Linked DNA regions of Mus musculus: region 2 is linked to region 1. The links are chromatin contacts, called in public Hi-C maps. All regions are on one chromosome and are shown on one strand. The core of a region is the stretch at or near the end of the contact, and the rest is flanking DNA. Distances in the headings are between cores, read along the strand shown.

Region 1 (6,606 bases), core at 1,115-3,614:
GCTCATGCAGACACTACATTTAGAACAGGAAATGGAAACCCCTAGTGCCAGGGAACTGTGTGGGTAACTGTTTACAGCAGCATTCTTTCCTTAGGCTTTGAGGGGGAACAGAGAGGGGAAGAGAGGGGGCAGGGCCTCTAGTTGTTTCTAAAAAAAAAATCACATATACAGGAATTGGGGTGTGAACATGGGCCACAATTGTTCCCTTCTTTCCTCCCTCCCTTCCTCTCTCCCTCTCTCTCTTCCTTCCTTCTTTCCTTCCTTCCTCTCTTCTTTTCTTCCTTCTTTCCTTCCTTCCTCTCTCTTCTTTCCTTCCTTCTTTTCTTCCTTCCTTCTTTCCCCTTCCTTCCTTCCTTCCTTCCTTCCTTCCTTCCTTCCTTCCTTCCTTCCTTCCTTCCTTCCTTTCTCCCTCCCTCCCCCCCTCTCTCACTCTCTCTTTCCTTCCTTTGTTTTTGAAACAGGGTTTCCTTGTGTAGCTCTAGCTGTCCTGGAACTTGATCTGTAGACCAGGCTGACCTCGAACTCAAGAGATCCTCCTGCCTCTGCCTCCTGAGTGCCTGGTTTGTTTAGATTCTTACGAAACTGACATCTCCCTGTAGCCCAGCAGGGACAGGAGTCTGCTTCTTGTTCTTGCTCTGGTGACAGTCGGGAAGCAGAGGCCAGCTATAAAGGCAAAGGGTAGAAAAGAATACAGGTGGATAGTGGCAATCCTGCTGATGTCCCCTGATGTGGCGAATGTTCCTCACACAGGAGAGATCGTTGGGAAGTTCGCATGCACAGCAGTCACCTTTGGGTCTCAGGGACAGAGACAGCCTGGTCCTAGGGGTCTGTTATACCTTCTTTGTAAATCATCACCTGTGTATGCACACACATATGGAGGCTACAGGACAACTTTGTCTGTCTTTCCTCAGAGGTTCTCCACCTTGTTTATTGACACAAAGTCTCTCACTGTAACTGGGGCTTACCAAATAGTCTAGGCTGGCTGGCCATCAGCCTATCTCCGTACTGGAGTTACTAGTACATATCACCACGTCTAACTTTTGACATGGGATCTGGAGGATTGAACTCAGGTCCCTGTGTGTGCACTGTAAGCACCTTACTGACTTCATCTCCCCAGCCTGTCAATCATCTATTGACCAAGTTCATCGATCAGGAACACTCCTGTGCAAGGGCATCTTGCAGAGTGCTGCCTGCTGTCATTTTCTGAGCGAGAGAAGTCACAGGTGGCAGAGACACTTAAAAATGAGATGACTTAGCAGGTAAAAGCACTGACTGCTCTTCCGAAGGTCCTGAATTCAAATCCCAGCAACCACATGGTGGCTCACAACCATCTGTATTAAGATCTGATGCCCAGGCCGGGAGAGGTGGCCACGCCTTTAATCCCAGCACTTGGGAGGCAGAGGCAGGCGAATTTCTGAGCTCAAGGCCAGCCTGGTCTACAGAGTGAGTTCCAAGACAGTCAGAGCTATACAGAGAAATGTCCTGTAACTCCGGTTGCACGGGTTCCAACTCTCTGCTCCGACCTCCGAGGCTCATGCACATGCACACCTATTGAAGGGAGGGATGGGGGAGGGAGGGAGTCAGGATGTTAGGGACAGTGAGTGAAAATGAAAGACCAGGTCAGTAAATGGCCTGGGGTGGGGGGAGCCCTGGGGGCATGGACTGTGCAAATGAGCACACACTTCCCATCAGCCACTTACCCTGCTAAGCAATTACACAGGGAAACTAGCCCATTCCCCTCTACCTGGGCACTCAGTGGTCCAGGGCATCACTGTACACAAAAAAAAAAGGAGAGGGGGAGGGGGAGAGGGGGGAGGGGGAGGGGGGAGGGGGAGGGGGGGAGAGTGTTTATTTTTATTTTTTGGTTTTTGTTTTGCTTTGTTTTAAATATTTTTCCTGAACTCAAGAGAAACCGGTGGGCAGAAGGAGACCACTTAAAGGTGGCATATTCTGCCGCATACTTTGATCCTGGGGAGACGACAGAATTGGAACAGGGCAGAGTAGGTGGAATTTCTGCCCCTGAGCTGAGTGGGCGGGAAGGAGCGAGTAGACAATGAGAAGCGACAGAAGCCCCAAGGAGCAGCAATGAAGGGCGAGTAGTTCTCCAAGGACCAAGTTCGCTGGGTCTCAACATGGTGCCATCATTAAGAGGGGCTCCGGAAAGGAGGTAGCAGGGTCAGACAAGGCAGCTCTGACCGAAGTCTGAATGGCAGGCTTCACGGGCAGACTTCTGACCTCTATACCTGGAATCTGGCCCAGTTACCCCTCTCTTTGAAGAAGAACGTGGCCTCTGAGTGCTAACTCCCGAAAACTAGCCATTTCTAGGAACTGAAACTGAAAGCTGTTCGGGCATCAGGCCCCGCCCCTTGGGGAGGAGGCAGGCAGGGCTCACGCCTAGAAGTTGGGGACTTACATCTGGGCCAACATAGATAGAGCAGGGTCTGAGAGGAAACCTAGGAGCTCAGGCTGCCCTTCAGCTGCTCCTGCCTCTTCTAATCGCTCTTCCCCACAGGACCCTGCCCCACCACACTTCTCTCTCTCCTGACCGTCCTGAGCCTGGATTGCAGCTTTGTAAGGCTTCTGAGCAGGTAGGTGAGGGGCTCCTGCTTGGCCTATAAACCTGCTCAGGGCAGGGGAGTCTGGGGTCAGGTGTTCCTCTGGGGCACCCTGTGCAGCAGGCACCCTCCTGCACTGTCTTCAGGATCGGAGTGCATGGTGTCTGGCTGAATCAAGTCCTTCCAATTCACCAGAGAGAAGCAGTGTGCTTCTTTTTTTACCTGGGTATCCCTGGGTTTGTGGGTCTTCTGAGGGAGCCTAGTTAAGAGAAAACAGGTGGGATTTTACTCAAATTCTCTTGGCCACTACTTCGATGACCCCTCAGGGGCCAGAGTCCAGGATCAGAACAGCCCACAGGTAATATTGGAACATTCTGGAATTGTGTAATGTGCATCTGTTCTCCATGTGCGACACGCAGGGGCTAGAACTCTGGCTTGGAAGGCTGGGTTCATAAGGAAACTTTTTGTCTAACTCTGTTGGGCATTATCTATCTGCCTTGGAGACGCTGGTTCTTCATCTGCCAGCATTTAATTTAATCTTTTGGAAGAGAGTATAACAAAATGCAACCCGACGGAACATAGTAACATAGGCAACCAATGGGCTGCCACTTCCACTGTGTATGTGACCTTTTTTGTGCAGGTGTGTGTGAGACTATTGCATTTGTGTGTGGGCCCGAGTGTCTGCTTGCCAGTGTGTATGTGTGTATAATCCAGAGGCTGACATTAGGGTGTCTTCCTCAGTCACTCTCCAATTTATTTCATTTTATTGAAATAGAATCTCTCAGTGAACCTCTTGGCTAGACTGACTGGCTGGCCAGCAAGCCCTCTGGGATCCTCCTCTGGACCTCCACCTCTCCAGCTAGGGTATTTTAGGCATGAGTATTGAAACTGGCTTTTATGTGGATGCCAGGGGTTCAAACTCCTGCTTGTGAGGCCAGTGCTTTCTTCATTGAGGCATCTCTTTCCCCCCCTTTCCCCAGAGTATTTAGAGAGATCTGGATCTTTATGGAGAATTGTAGTCAGCTTTAGATCAACCAGAAGCGTGACCAGGAACTGCTTTGTATAATTCAAGATGTCTTTCTTCTCTCCTTTCTTCCTTTCTTTTCTTTTTTCTTTCCTTGTCTTTCTTTTTGTTGGTTTTTTTTTTTTCTTGAACAGTCCACGGGGGCTTTTTATTTATGTTTTACACCTCTATAAAAAGGTGGCACACGCCTTTAATTCCAGCACTTGGGAGGCAGAGGCAGGCGGATTTCTGAGTTCGAGGACAGCCAGGGCTACACAGAGAAACCCTGTCTCGAAAAACCAAAAAAAAAAAAAAAAAAAAAAAAGAATCCCGGGATTTCCCCCCTCTGTGTGTTTTCGTCTTGCTTCTTCATGGTCCAGTACGGTGAAGCCACACTGACAGGTGGGAGCAGGTCCGCACTTGTTCAGCCTGCCTTTGGGGCCCACAGTAGTCCCCAGCTCTGAGATCATCAATGATTTAAAATTCGCCAATGTAGCTTTGCTTCATCATCTCAGTTAGGACCTGAGCGATGCCTTGGCCCACGGCCCGACGAGTGCCTGGCATTTGCCTCTCTTCTCAGCTGTTCTTGAGAGCACCCGCCGGGGCATGCACACCACAAGCAAGCTCACGGAGAGATGGCAGAAAGAGCTCCTTGTGGTTTCTGACAATACATTTTCCTCATCTGTCATCAGTTGTTGTAAAATCGTTTTTCTAACAGGTTCTGAAGGAGAGTAAAGAGTGCAAGGCCTAGAGCAGACCCACAGAGTTCAGGCCCACAGACATAGACCTTCATACTCCATAAAGTTGAAGAGAGAAGAAAGAAGCCGAGGACCACCGGCCCAGCCATTTTAGCTGAGACTCCAGAGCGTTCACTCAGACAGCGGAGAGCTGTGGAGAGAGAGAGAGAGAGAGCAGGGCACACACGTCCCATGGATTTAGTCACAAAGTTGCCACAAAATATCTGGAAGGTGAGTAGCATGGCTTGCCTGATGTACCGATGAGAAAACTGAGACTTCAGAAACTGGTTGGGCTGGCAGGGAGTTGGATGAGGCTTCAAACACAGGTTGGGGCTCTTGGCTGAACTCCTCCGTTCTGAGCTTATGTCCAGGCCCAGCCACTGTGTGAGTGGCTGCAGACAGTGCTCTGGGGGGAGAGATGAACTCACTTCAGGAAGGGAACAAAGGGAGGAAACATCCCAGGAGAGAGGACTGAGGAGAGAGGCCACCCGGGACAGGAGGGGAGGCCACCGAGGAAAGGAGTAAAGAGAGACGCTAGCCCAGGAGAGAACTGGGTGGGGCCATCCCAGGGAACTAATCAACACTCAGAAGTTGTTCCCTGGAAGTGGTCCCACAGCTAGAACGGTGGCTTTTTGGTGCAGACACTGGGCTCTTCAGTGTAAGGATGGGAAAAGTATCCTTCATGGGATACAGGTACACACTACATGAATCAAAGAGATGGTCTTGAGTTTGGGAGGTTTTGTTTGTTTGTTTGTTTGTTTGTTTTATTTTGTTGTTTTCGAGACAGGGTCTCTCTGTGTAGCCCTGGCTGTCCTGGAACTCACTCTGTAGACCAGGCTGGCCTCGAACTCAGAAATCCACCTGCCTCAGCCTCCCAAATGCTGGGATTAAAGGTGTGTGCCACCACCTCCTGGCAAATTTAGGATTTATTTATTTATTTATTTATTTATTTATTTATTTATTTATTTATTTGAGGCAGGGTTTCTCTGTGTAGCCCTGACTGTCCTGGAACTCAGAGATTTGCCTGCTTCTGCTGGGATGAAGGGCGTTCACCACCACATCTGGCTGATGTGAAGTTTTGAAATGTTGGTGGTGATGCACACAGAAAGGGCTATTTTTTCTTTTTTTTCTTTTTGAGACAGGGTCTCACGAAGTCCAAGCTAGGCTCAAACTTACTGTGTAGGTGAGGATGCCTTTAATTTTCTTATCCTCTTGCTTCCAACTCCTAAATTCTGGGACTACAAGCTTAAGACACATGCCCGGTTTTCTGTGGTACTAGGGACTGAACCCAGCGCTTCGTGTGTGTTAGTCAAACACTCTTATCAACTGAGTAACACCTCTTGGGGTGTCTCCCTCTCCCCTCTCCCCTACCCCCTCTCCCCTCTTCCTCTCCCCGCCCCCTCTCTCTCAAGGAAATAAGAGGTTGTTTATTCTGGAGCGATTTTGAGTTTCCATGGCCTAGGAATAGAGATTTAAGTTACCCCACATTTATGTTCTAATGTGGAAGCTTCAGAAGGTTTTTATAGCTTTACACAACAACAAATCCTAAATCAAGGTAAATTTAAATATATCAGTAGACACATCAGAGAAGCAGAATGGGGGAAGCTTTTCTCTTTCTTTCTTTCTTTCTTTCTTTCTTTCTTTCTTTCTTTCTTTCTTTCTTTCTTTCTTTCTTTCTTTCTTTCTTTTTTTTTTAACGAGACAGGGTTTCTCTGTGTAGCCCTGGCTGTCCTGGAACTCATTCTGTAGACCAGGTTGGTCTCGAACTCAGAGATCCACCTGTCTCTGCCTCCCGAGTGCTGGGAGCCACCACGTCTGGCAGGGGAAGCTTTTCTATTGGCCCAAGATGCCATCTGATCTTTTTTTTTTTTTTTTTTAAGATTTATTTATTATATGTAAGTACACTGTAGCTGTCTTCAGACACACCAGAAGAGGTCGTCAGATCTCATTACGGGTGGTTGTGAGCCACCATGTAGTTGCTGGGAATTGAACTCGGGACCTTCAGAAGAACAGTCAGTGCTCTTACCCATTGAGCCATCTCGCCAGCCCGCCATCTGATCATTTTAATAGATAGAATTTTCCTTTTCTTAAGGAAATAAGAGATAGTTTGTTCTGGAGCCATTTTGATCATGGTTCTAGAAGACAGATTTAGGTTTCCACAAATTCTATGTTCCAACAATCCCTGTTAATGGTGGCATTGTGAAGAAGGCCTGTTGAAATAATTAATTGATAATTCCTGGCGTTATGTTCCAGAATGAAAGACACACACATAACCTTTGTGTTTTGTATTGTGCCTTACTCAGCACAATAG
Region 2 (6,606 bases), core at 2,129-4,628, 1.0 Mb after region 1:
CTTTTGGAAAGAACTCTGGTTAAAGCATCCCTTTAACAGGTATACTTACCTTAATAAATACTAATTAGAAGACTTTTTAATTCTTTCACACACTTCTTAATTCCTGAAATGTCCAATGATAATAACCAAGTCCCACTCACACTACAGCAGTGATTCTCAGATCCTCAGATATGGGGAGCTGCTGGCCACCTGAACTTAATTGCCCCCAACAAGTCTGTAAACTATGCCTGCCTAGCATGGTGGCACAGCTGTAATCCCAGCAGGCTGTGATCTCCAGAGGGCAGGCAGGAGGATCTCAAGTTTGAGGAAAATCTGCACTACACAGTGAAACCCTTCCTGATGAACAGCACCAACAAAATATTGGCCAGCTGTCCTATTTTCTGTCAATTCTGCTCTTATCACTTAAAACTTTCCCTATTATCAAGGCCTGCAGAGAGTGCCACTGTTCCTAGTCTATTGGCTGCTGAAGGCTACCAAACTGTTACCACTGTGAGTAAAAAATCAGGACCCAGGATCAGATAAGTGTGTGGGGTTCTCATCAGTCTCCCGACTATCTGCAGCAGCACAGGGTGGGGGAACTCGGGGGAACACCTAAAAGGTCCCCCTGGAAATAGAGATTGGATGTGCCTACACTAACAAGTTTTCCAGCTAATCAGGTCACTTGACCCACCTGAGAGGGCTGAGTTACCCTTCAGGACATTGACAAACCGTCCAAGCTATTATCTATAATCTGTATCACAATCAATATTGGACACAGACGTTGGTGTGTAATGAGGAATCCCAATGTATACACACTCCCACCCCCAGCTACCTTTTAACTTCTCAGTAGGCAATGTCAAATCTTCAATAGTAGATAGAGAATACACACAAAAAGATGCTATTGCGTGTCAAATCTCAAGTCAAAGAAATTTCCATTTTTCTCTCCTTACCATCTCTGACAATTTCATGAAAAGGTCAAAGAGATTCAAGAAAGACAACAGGGAAGACCAGGAATGACAGAGCAACCTAGAGCAGCACAGCCTTTGTGATTACGAGTAGATTTAAACCTGTATATCAGAGCCAGGAGGTGGTGGCTTATGTCTTTAATCCCAACACCCAGGCAGATTTCTGAGTTCGAGGCTAGCCTGGTCTCCAGAGGGAGTTCCAGGACAGCCAGGGCTATACAGAAAAACCCTGCACATCAATGTAACATTTAATTCTAAGAATCTGAAAAAAAAAATTGACCAAACAATTTCAAAGCATTGTGACAAGCTATTGCATGAACTTGCACAACAAGTTTTTTCTCTTGGTTAGGCTGCCTGACACTGGGTTACCACAGCAACTGCTGGTCTAATTTACCTTTACTTTAAAAAAAAAAAGAAAGAAAGAAAAAGAAAAAGAAAAGGTATTTTGAAGCCTGTCTGGTCCTGGGCAGAGGAAGCAGCCCAGTGGAGCAAAGATTCTGAATATCCGTTCTACAAGGGGCAAGGGGCACAGTGGACGTCCCAGATGCATGACTTACAATCACAGCTGTGTGAGGGCCACAGAACTAGTTACTGCTACTTTCCTTTCAGGATGAGTAGACTGAGTATGAGTCAGCTGTTATTCACACTGCCTTAAACCTTGTATGCAGTGCTAGAGATCCAAACCAAGACTTCACGAAGGCTAGAAAAGCACTCTACCATCTAGCTCCTAAACCTTTTTGAAGTAGCAATTCTGTACATCTGCCTCACAAGCAAGAGAACAGTGTGGTGATCCAGTGACTCAGACCCATTTTCAAATCTAAGGATAAGTGAGAGACATTCCAATAAGGGAAACCTTTATGCCACAGAAGACAATGTAGTTCACACATCTGTGACTGGCCCTTACACCACACAACTCTCTGGAGAAACAGAGAAACCAGGTAGTAACACAGTGCATCAAATCTCATAGTTTAGGCTATTTCTGCTAGTGCTGCTAAAAGTTCAAAAGTGAGGACACTATAGTCACCTATGTCAGGCACTGTGGATACTGGCTAAGACAGAGGAGAGACACGAGGCCAGCACACAAAGCACCATGGCACCTCACTAGTCTTCTGACAGACACGGCAGAAACCACCAGAATCAGCCTGCAGGAAAAACTGCTGACCACTAGTTGTGAAACAAGAACTACAACAGAAGACTCCAACATGGGTTGTGGCATCAACTACTGGGCTCTCCAATGACTTCTGGGACCAAGAGCAGCTGACCCTTCCTTTCCTGACAAAGCAGCCAGTTGCTGTTTGAATGGGAGAATTCCTTCTTGATGTGAACAGAATCCCTAGCATTTTGCATTTGTTCTATGTAGCTAGACCATACAACATATGTAGCTACCTACACTACAAACTGACATGGCACGACCACCCTAAATGGACAGCCAGAATTGTGTACTGGACCTGGTCTCTGTACCTGCGGACTGCTCAGAGGCCGGGAACGGGTTATTCCATGGGCAGGTTAAAGATTCTCCAATTCAGAATGGCCTTTCTAATCCACCCAAAAGTGCATAAAGGAGCCGGTCAAGAGGCGAAACAAGGCTCAAACCCCTCCGGGGGCCATCGGCACCCCAATGCAGATCTCACCGACGATATTCGGGGCCCAAATCACGGCTAATTGGGGATCACAGTGGGTATTCTGGTATCCCCCGAGATCCGCAAATGCGCGTGTTAAATCCCAGCACCTGGATCCGCAGTTCGGAGCCCCTGTCCGACACCTGTCCCTTTCCCTTCCCCCTTCCTACAACTTCGGTCCTCCAGGCCGACAGGAACCGGACTCGAGAGACAGAAGAGGAAGACCTCGCCACCCGAGTGACCTTGACGTCGTCTCGGGGCCACCCGAGCCTCAGTTTCCCCAAGCCCGCGGTTCATGCCGTATCTGAAGCGGCCGGCTAGCCTTTAAGAAGGAAAACCCCGTGACCCCCCGAACCCTGCTCCCCGCTCCCAGGCTCTCGGGCCGTGGAGCCTAGGAGAGGCGCAGAGAGGAACAGCAGGAAACCTGGCTTCCTGGAGAAGAGCCGGCGTCCTGGCCGGACTTCCGGGCTGCGGCCCGCGGCGGGCGGCCAGGCAGGCGTAAGGGCCGCGGAGTGGGGGAGGGCCAAGCGGCCGTGGGCGACGCGGGACTCCGGGGCGTCCCGATCCTCTGTCCGGCCTGCCGCCGAGCTCACTGAGCATAGACCTCAGGCCGCCCGACCGGACTCGGTCCTTAGCAGCCGCAGCTGAGCGCCCCCTTGACTCCCACGATGACCAGCCCGCGGCCTCCCCAGTTTCGGCCTCAGCGCGCCCCGCGTCTCACCTCCGCGGCGGCTGCTCCCAGCCAGGCGTTGGTTTCGCTCCCACAAGATGGCGGCGCTGACGGCAGCCACGTCAGCGCCTGCCGCGGGGCACGCCGGGGGAAGAGGGCGGGCACGCAGAGGGCCCCGCCCCCACACGGATGGCGCTTGCGCGTCTGCACTTTGTAGCCTTCACGGGGCGGAGCCGAGGTCGCTCTGTTTCCGGATCGGGTCCCGGGCTAGCACTCTGGCTCCCGGCACTAGAACGAGCAAGGGTGTGGTGTATGGAGTTCCGTGTCCGCCGGCGCGTGCGCACGCGCGCCTTCCTGCGGAATTCCAGCCCATTCCGCGGATGCGGGGGTTGAGGCCAGTAAGCGTTCTAGAGCGCCAAGGTCAGAGTGGGAAGGTCGTGTCAGCCCTAGGAGGTGTAATGTCCTTCTCACAGTACCCCAGGGTCTCTGATATTCCAGCTGGGCCCTGGAATTGAAGAGAATGATGTGACCGACAGATGGCCAAAGTGGGAAGAGGCGCAGGCCAAATGTCAGACAAGCACCATGTCTCCACACTGGTCTTGGACCTGTGTGCACGCTCAGAGCTGACTGAGAGGACCAGACACCTGCATGGGCATAGCACTGCCTGAGAGGCAGTGATGGGGTGGCCTCCTTCAGGGTGCAGGTGAGGAGGAATCCGTTAACTCTCCCCATCGATGCAGGAATCAGGCCCAGGCTCTGTCCTCCCTATCCAGTTCTTCCACCCCGTGTGCTGTTGGGAGAAGTCCCACAGGTAGGAGATGTTGAGGGCCCTGGGAGATTCTTTTGAGCCTGGAGCCCTATCTATTGAGTTAGCAGGAGACAGTTCTGTTACCAGGGCCTGCTTCAGCCACTGTTGTGTCCAGGCACAGGGTACAGGGCATCCTCACTGTGTTTGGGGGTTGAGACCTCCAGAGCTTTCTCCCCAGAGTTGTGGGTGCTGAGCCTGGCAGGATTCGATGCAATAGTCACCTTCTTGACCCTAACACATCCCTTTCCATCGCTCAGGGCTCCATTTTCAAATGCTGCTTCTGTAAACGTCTATGGGGGTGCTTGCCTGTTCTCTCTCACCCTCAACACACAGCAAGTGTTTATACAAAGCCTTGGGTGTCGCTGCCTGCCACCAACCCTGGAGAAATGGCAGGACATCTCCTGAGACCTGTGATTCCAGCCATGCCAGAAGCCTGTCTTAGCCTCATGGATAAGTCGACAAAGAGATGGGGTGTCCAGAAAACCGCAGGCTAATAGTCAAGAACCAAACTCCCTTTCTGTACCTAAAAAGGCTAAAATTATGAAAAAATGGAGACAGGGTGGTAGTCATTCTGTTTATTGTAATGTGACCACTGTACATTGTAGTCCCGCTCAAAACATCACTCTGTACCCCGTAAATAATTATTTGTGTCAGTTAAAATTTTAAACAGCCTTTGTAGATATTTAATATCCACATGTGTAATGGATGATACATTTGAAGTGGATACCTACCTAGGCAGGCTCTTCCTACCTCCCCAGGTCAGCTGAAGCCACAGTGAAATTTTCATATTGCACATGAACTTTGAATGTTAAATTGTATATTCACTTAAATATATATAATTTTTCAAGATTTACTTATTTTATCTATATATGTGAGTGTCTATAAATATGTATGTATACCATATGGGTGCCTGGTGCCCAAAAAGTCCAGAAGATCCATTGGAACTGGAGCTACTGATGTTTTGAGTTACTATGCAGTTTCTGGGAACCAAACCCAGTTCCTCTACAAGAGCTGCAGTGGACTTGACCACAGAACCATCACTCCATCCCCAAGTGTGTATTAAAAAGGAAGTTGGACAATTGAACTGAAGAAACTCTTCATACTATTGTCACAGAGGACCCAAGCTCTGTTCCTAGCTCCCAACTGCCCATAACTCCGGTTCCAGGGACTCTGAAGCTTCTGCCTCCACAAGCACGTGCATAAACCACACACAGTTAAAAAAAAATCTTAAATTTTTAAAAATATTTATTTTTTAAAAAACAAAATCTTTAAAATTTTTAAAAGAAATAGAAAGCCAAAGAAACTTTATTTTGTGAGGAGGAACTTAGCAAATTGAAAAACAATATGGAGAGACAAGATGGGGTTTATGTAAGATACAGTTTTTTGAAAATGATAAGACAGATTGCTGGATGCCTACTCCCAAGTGAAGAAACTTACTTCCTTCTTTCATCTGTGCTTCTGCTTTGAGCCCTGTCCCAGTGGGGTGGCGGGGGCTTGAAAACATATGTGTGGGAGCCCTGAGTGGGCATGACTAGGGACAGACCCTACCAGGAAATAGCAATTGCTCGGGTAAACTGAGGCTAACTCTTCCACAAGGTTGCTTAGAGACCAGGAGTCCCTTTTCCTATCTGAGGTCCCTGGATGGACCAGCTCTGGCCAGGAGGGGGCGAGGTGAGCTGTGACTGAAAGAAGCTGTCCGTGTGGCTGTCCAGGATCCTTCCGCTACCTGTACTAGAAAGCTGGGAGTGCCGATGGCCTCAAACCTCCACTTCAGCTGATCATAGGCCAGGGAAAAGTCCAGGGCCTCTTCTGTAGACTAGTCTACTACGAGGTTTACTCCTAAGCACCTAGTCAGAGGCGTGGATCTCCAGGGGCCTGGCCTCCTGGTTTTGTCAGTTGCTAAAGAGACAGATGGACTCCTAGAGTAAGACCAGAGAAAGGAGGTTCAGTGAGGTGAAAGGAACTGTGTGTGCCTTGAAGACCCCATCCTGTGCCCCAGGCAATTTCTGCAGTTTCTGTAAGATGGATGGCATTCATGCCAGGCTACTGATGCTTAGAGATGTAGAAGTCTCTCTCTCTCTCTCTCTCTTTCTTTCTCTCTCTCTCTCTCTCTCTCTCTCTCTCTCTCTATATATATATATATATATATATATATATATATATATATATACACACACATACATGTGCACACTTGTGCATACGTGTATCACACACACCTGAGGTGGAGCCCACTGAAGTTTGCCCTCCACATCTCTTTCCCTGACCCCTTAGGGCTCAGGCACTCTGGTGATTTGACAGACTACAGTGTTCTCTGGGATTCCTATGCCAACAGGGAGCTCAGCGCTGCACCAGACCACTTTTTTTTTAAGTTGAAGTATTATTTTAAATACTTTTTAAAAAATTAATATTTATGGGGCTGGAGAGATGGCTCAGTGATCTTCCAAAGGTCCTGAGTTCAAATCCCAGCAACCACATCACCGGTGGCTCACAACCATCCGTAATGTAATGAGATCTGACGCCCTCTTCTGGTGGATCTGAAGACAGCTACAGTGTACTTAGATATAG

The links. Hi-C and Micro-C count contacts between places; a contact is called where the count stands out from the background.
Region 2: a Hi-C map of B cells shows a contact between it and region 1, with 8 read pairs. The contact joins the promoter of Arf1 here to the promoter of Igtp in region 1. A contact is called at or near these places in 1 of 39 promoter capture datasets (pre-B cells), 1 of 484 Hi-C or Micro-C datasets (B cells) and 1 of 9 other capture datasets (macrophages).

The regions. Positions count from the first base shown.
Region 1 is chr11:58,197,192-58,203,797 of GRCm38.p6, forward strand. Igtp (interferon gamma induced GTPase) reads left to right here and starts at 2,365. Exons shown (of 3, transcript NM_018738.4): 1 at 2,365-2,588; 2 at 4,277-4,526. The coding sequence starts at 4,488.
Region 2 is chr11:59,224,889-59,231,494 of GRCm38.p6, forward strand. Arf1 (ADP-ribosylation factor 1) reads right to left here and starts at 3,379. Exons shown (of 5, transcript NM_007476.3): 1 at 3,285-3,379.